Regions from separate parts of the Sus scrofa genome. Here region 2 is linked to region 1. The links are chromatin contacts, called in public Hi-C maps. All regions are on one chromosome and are shown on one strand. The core of a region is the stretch at or near the end of the contact, and the rest is flanking DNA. Distances in the headings are between cores, read along the strand shown. Region 1 holds the start of TIMM44 (mitochondrial import inner membrane translocase subunit TIM44). Region 2 holds the start of ELAVL1 (ELAV like RNA binding protein 1).

The links. A called contact is a pair of places that touch in the nucleus more often than the background predicts.
Region 2: a contact with region 1 is called in a Hi-C map of skeletal muscle, with 6 times the contacts expected there. The contact joins the promoter of ELAVL1 here to the promoter of TIMM44 in region 1. A contact is called at or near these places in 1 of 5 promoter capture datasets (liver), 7 of 47 Hi-C or Micro-C datasets (alveolar macrophages, embryonic fibroblasts, heart right ventricle and 3 more) and 2 of 2 datasets of contacts at active chromatin or transcription factors (alveolar macrophages and skeletal muscle).

What each region holds. Positions count from the first base shown.
Region 1 is chr2:71,270,461-71,273,063 of Sscrofa11.1, forward strand. It overlaps TIMM44 (mitochondrial import inner membrane translocase subunit TIM44), which reads left to right and starts at 1,318. Exons shown (of 13, transcript XM_003123200.5): 1 at 1,318-1,469. The coding sequence starts at 1,425.
Region 2 is chr2:71,205,844-71,208,446 of Sscrofa11.1, forward strand. It overlaps ELAVL1 (ELAV like RNA binding protein 1), which reads left to right and starts at 1,298. Exons shown (of 6, transcript NM_001195334.1): 1 at 1,298-1,424. It also overlaps a transcript of CCL25 not described here.

The DNA.
Region 1 (2,603 bases), core at 68-2,567:
CTGTAGCCGCCAGCCTATGCCACAGCCACAGCAATGTGGGATCCGAGCCCCATCTACGACCTACAACACAGCTCATGGCAACGCTGTATCCCTAACTCACTAAGCAGGGCCAGGGACTGAATGCGCATCCTCATGGATACTAGTGGGGTTCCTTACAGCTGAACCATGACAGGAACTCCCAACATATATATCTTAAAATCCAGCCTACTACAAAAATGGGGGAGAGAGGGTTAAACCTGTTGATTATCCCCTCCCAGTCTCCTTTACAGGCTCCTCATTCTCCATTTGGGCCTTTGATGTGCCCGTCTGACCTCCTGTCCCTGGGCACCTCTGAAGCACAGACTTTCCTTTGGGGAACAGATCTGTATATCCCAACCATTTAACAAGTTTGCTCCTCTTCGAGTAAAGATATTTCAAACAAAGCCAGAATGGAAGCCCTCATCCCTTCTCACTTGGAGGTGGGCTCCGGAGGGACAGAGAATTTAGATCTCTCCAACCCTGAAGCCAGGGAGTGTGTTGCCTCCTTTTCAAGTTCAACAAACTTTAACCATAGTTGAGTAACGAAAAAAGTTTCAATAGGGCAAAGGCAACAAACTTTAGCTCCCCCCCAGGGTACCAGCCCACAGCCCCTCCCTAGCTTCAGACTGCACGGCCATTGTCAAGGTACCGCCACTTGGTGGCGGCATTCTCGAAATGGAAAATAGTTCTGGGTGCTGACATGACAGAGGCCTGAGCTTCTTCAGGGCCAGGTGTGTCACTTCACACTGAATCGATGGAGGGAGGAGTGACACCCAGTCTGGTCTCAGCTTCTCTTTTCTGGACCAAAACCAACAGGTGCCTTCCCAAAGTGCTGTACAAAAGTTGGTTCATTCTTGAAGGAACTCACTTGCCAGTCTGTTGATCACTGCTAGTCATAGCCAGTGAGAGCCAGAGTAAGTCGCTATGGAGCTGGTCCTTTGGTCAGTCAGAATCCAAATGAATCGGTCCTGGGGCAAGTCGCTGTGTCTACAGGTTCCTCGCAAACACGCGATCCCCGCGTGGTCTGTAGGAGAATCGCTGCTCGCAACAGAATCCACGCCCTCCGGTTCCGCCCCTTTGCAGTCTTATCCAACTATAGGTCTCTATCTCACAGGAGTGCTCGTCCCCCAGACCACATCCAGTCTTAGGCCTCGCTCCTCCTAATTCTACCCTATCAGAGATCTCCCTATTAGAAGTTCCCCGCCCCATCAGGCCTCGCCCCTACCATGGACCTTGCTCTCTCTACGGCCCCGCCCCCCTTGGGAGCCCTGTCCAATAACAGGACTGTCCCTCTCATAAACCCCGCCTTCAGGTCCCCCTTTTCCCAGGCTCAGGGCGCACCAGGCAGACGCGGTGGGTGACGCCATCGGATCGCGCTGCGAGAAGGTCATACGGGATCCTCCAGCATGGCGGCGGCGGCGCTGCGGGGAGGCTGGTGCCGCTGCCCGCGGGTGAGCAGACGTGCGGAGCCAGGGAACGGGCCTAGGGAAGCTCCGGACCCGTGACCTTCAGAGCTTCTTTCTCCCCAGGACTTTGGCCCTTTAGGCCCTGCCCTGGTTTCGTCGAGAAGCTCATAGTTTGGTCCCTTGGGTCAGCCGAGGCCGGGGCGGGGACCCGGGAACGAGAGCCCCGGAACGAGGTCCCCGGAGCGAGGCTTGAGGGCGGGGGCCGAGCGTGTCCGGCTGGGGGTGGCAGTGCACCGAGCCGGGCAGGGAGCAGATCGCCCCTCACTTCCTGGCCGGACTCCACGTGCACCAAGGAGTGAATGGTGTCCGTGGCTCACAGTGGAGAAAAAGTGGCGAGAAGGCAAAAAAACGTGACAATCACAGCTCACCTTTATATACCAGGCCCCCTACCTAGAACATTTTCTGCTTCGCCTCTTCTAATCTCTCTGAAAGTGCGAAAGGTAGTTGTTGCCCTGGCTAAGAGCCTGGGCTCTCAGAAGTGGTGGTGGTGAAGACCTGTAAAGTGCATTCAGAAAATAGTACTCACGCTGCTGCTGCTTGTCGCTATTTCACAGGTTAGGAAACAGAATTCCTAAGTATGAAGCTAGTCCCAGAGCTAGTGGGGTGCCTGACCTGGTCCAAAACAGGTCAGTCTGGCTCCGAAGCCAGATTCTGGAGAAAGGAAAATATGTCATAGGAATCTTGAGTGTCAGGAGAAAGATTATGTTTTTGACTCAAGACTGAGGAGTTTTTTTTTTTAACAGTTGGGCTATATGTCATTTAGTGGTTGAATTCACACCTGTTTTGATTTGCGCCCAAGACTGAAGGAGAACCAACCTCAGATTTGGTCCTGCTGTGAGATTTTTCTCCCAAGTTAGACAGACATCCACTTTTTTTTTTTTTTTTTTTTTTTTTTTTAAGGGCTGCACTCTTGGCACATGGAAGTTCCCAGGCTAGGGGTTAAATCGGAGCTGCAGCTGCCAGCCTACCCCACAGTCATAGCAATGCCAGATCCAAGCTGCACCTGTGACTTACACGGCAGCTCATGGCAATGCCAGATCCTCAACCCACTGAGTGAGGCCAGGGATCAGACCTTCATCCTCATGGATACTAGTTGGGTTCATTATTGCTGAGCCACCA
Region 2 (2,603 bases), core at 48-2,547, 65 kb before region 1:
AGACACTGCTGATTAAAAGGCATGCCCATGATGGGAGAAAGTTCTGTTGGATAAACATGACACTATACTACACTATGATTATTTTTTCAGTGTTCTTGACTCTTTCTGGTCCTTCTGCAGATCCTATTGTCTCAATCTTCCTAACAGTCCTCTTTCAAACTGAAATCCCCACATTCCTCACCTATGCCCTCTGTCCAATTTACTTTTCCTCTTACCACTTTTCACCACTGTGTGTGGAATCCACTTGATTTCTTTTCTGCCTCCTCATCTAGCACTGCACGGTCTCATACAGTAGTCACTGGCAACTGCGCTGTTGAGCCCTTGAAACGTAGCCAGTCCAACTTCAGAAGCGCTGTGAGTGTAAAAAAACACCAGATTTCAAAAGCACGTAAAGAAGGAAAAAAAAAAAAAAACATAAAAAGATCTCAGAACTTTTTATATTGGTTACATGTTGAAACAGCTTTTTGGACATAAATTGGGTTCAATAAAACACATCATTAAAATTAACATCTCCTGTTTCTTTTTATTTTTCCCCCTCTAGCATGGCTATAAGAAACGTTAAATTACTCATGTGGCTAACATTTGTGGTACGCTTATACCGCTCTTGGACAGAGCCAGCCTAGAATGTCAACCAAATAGAGGCAGGTATTTTGGCTAGTTCACTGTGCACACATTGACTGGCACGTAGTAGGCACTCAATTAAATTTTAATGAATGGGTGTTAGGCTGAGCATCGGGGTAAACTGCTAGCTCTGATAAGCAACACTGATGGAACGCTGACGGCATCCCATGCCCCGCCTACTCATTACACCAGATAAGGAAACTGAGGCCCGCCGAGGTGACGTCAGCCCCTGCCCAAGGGTACGTAGTGCGGAAACGCTGGGGCCAGGATTCGAACCCGAGTCCTGCCTTTACAGTCCTGGTGCACTGACCGCTCCTACCTTGTAGGGTGGTAACGGTGGCCGCGGCGGCGGTGGGACACATAGGCTCGAGACACACAAAATGCCCCCGATAAAGGGCGCGGCTCTTCGGTCACCGCCTTCCGTCGGCCGCCGTGGGCCAAGCCCCAACTGGCCCCCTCCGCGGCCATCGCCGGCCACCCGCGTCTCTGCCTGCCGCCGAGCCCTTCTCAGGCGGCGCCAGCCGGAAGTCCCGCCTCCGCCGCGCGCCCCGGGGCGCCGCGACAGCAACGCCGGCCAACGAGAAGCGCGCAGTGGCGGACGCTGGCCAATGGGTGCGCGCGTCGGGGGGGCGTGTCCGGGCCGCGGGCCGGAGCGGGTCGTGCGCGCTGAGGAGGAGCCGCCGCCGCCGTCGCCGTCGCCGCCGCTGCCGCCACCGCTACCGAGGCCGAGCGGAGCCGTTAGCGCCGCGCCGCCGCCGCCCGCCCGACCCGGAGCAGCCCCGGGCCATCCCGCCCGCGTCCAGGTGAGGCGGGGGCCTTCGGCGGCGCTCGACGGGGTAGGCCGCGGCAGGCCTGAGCTCGCCTGGCCGGGCCGCGGGCGCTCGCGGGCCTGCACCGGCCGAGGCCCAGGCCGCGCGGGGCTGGGAGGGGACGCGCACGGGCCTCGGCGAGCTGGCGAGGGCCGGCCGCTGTGGGCGCCGGCGACAGGCCCCGGGCCGGATTCCTTGGCCGCCGCGAGGGCCGAAAGAGGGGGACGCGGCGTGGGCACGCGCCTGGCGGCCGGGCTCCACGGCCGGGCCGGGGTAGTCTTGCAAGCCGGCTATCCGGGGGCGGGAGAGCGAAGCCAGAGACGAGGGAGTCGGGTGAGCGCCTTCAGCGCGCAGAGGTCACGGCCCACGGGCACGCTCCCCGGGGAAATCCTATACATTCTTTTGTGGTCGTTGTCAGAGGACCGCGGCCGATCTGAGGTCCTTTTAGAAGTGTGCAAACCCTTCACTATGTATGAGGGTCGAAGAAAAATATATATTTATGGACGCCATCTCTAACAAAGCTGTTTTTGAGGCGTGGGACGTTTGGGTTTGTAAAATTGTGTGTGTGTGTAAAACATAAACTGCACGCAGTTGAACAATGGAGGATGGATGTTCTTCCTTTTCCGGCGTCCTCCGCTGCTAGGCTTATTAAAATGGGTTCTAATACCTACTGTTTGTAGGGCATGTGGGGAAGAACTTCTGCAGGCCCTGCCCCTGGAGGAACAGAGCCCCCTCCCCTTTACTGAAAGTATTCCTGTGGAATCCTGAGAACCAATGTCCAGAAGTGGGACGATGGGGAGGAGGATTCAAGGGTTTTCAACCTTGGCGCTACTGACATTTGGGATCTGATCATTTTTGGTTTGTGGGGGAGGGCTGTTCTGTGTATGGTAGGATGCTGAGTAGCATCCCTGGCCTCTACCCACGAGACGCCAGCAGCATCCATGTCCCCTAGTTGTGAAGATCAAAAATATCTTCAGATGTTGCTGAAAGTATCTCACACACACACACACACACACACACACGCGCGCGCGCGCGCTTACACATGTGAGAACCACCACTGGACTAAATGATATTACCCTAAAAGTTCCCTTAGCCCCATCTCTGATGCCTTGGAACGGAAGGCTCCCAAAACGTTGAACAGATTCAGCTGTGGGAGCCTTCGTTTTCTTATCT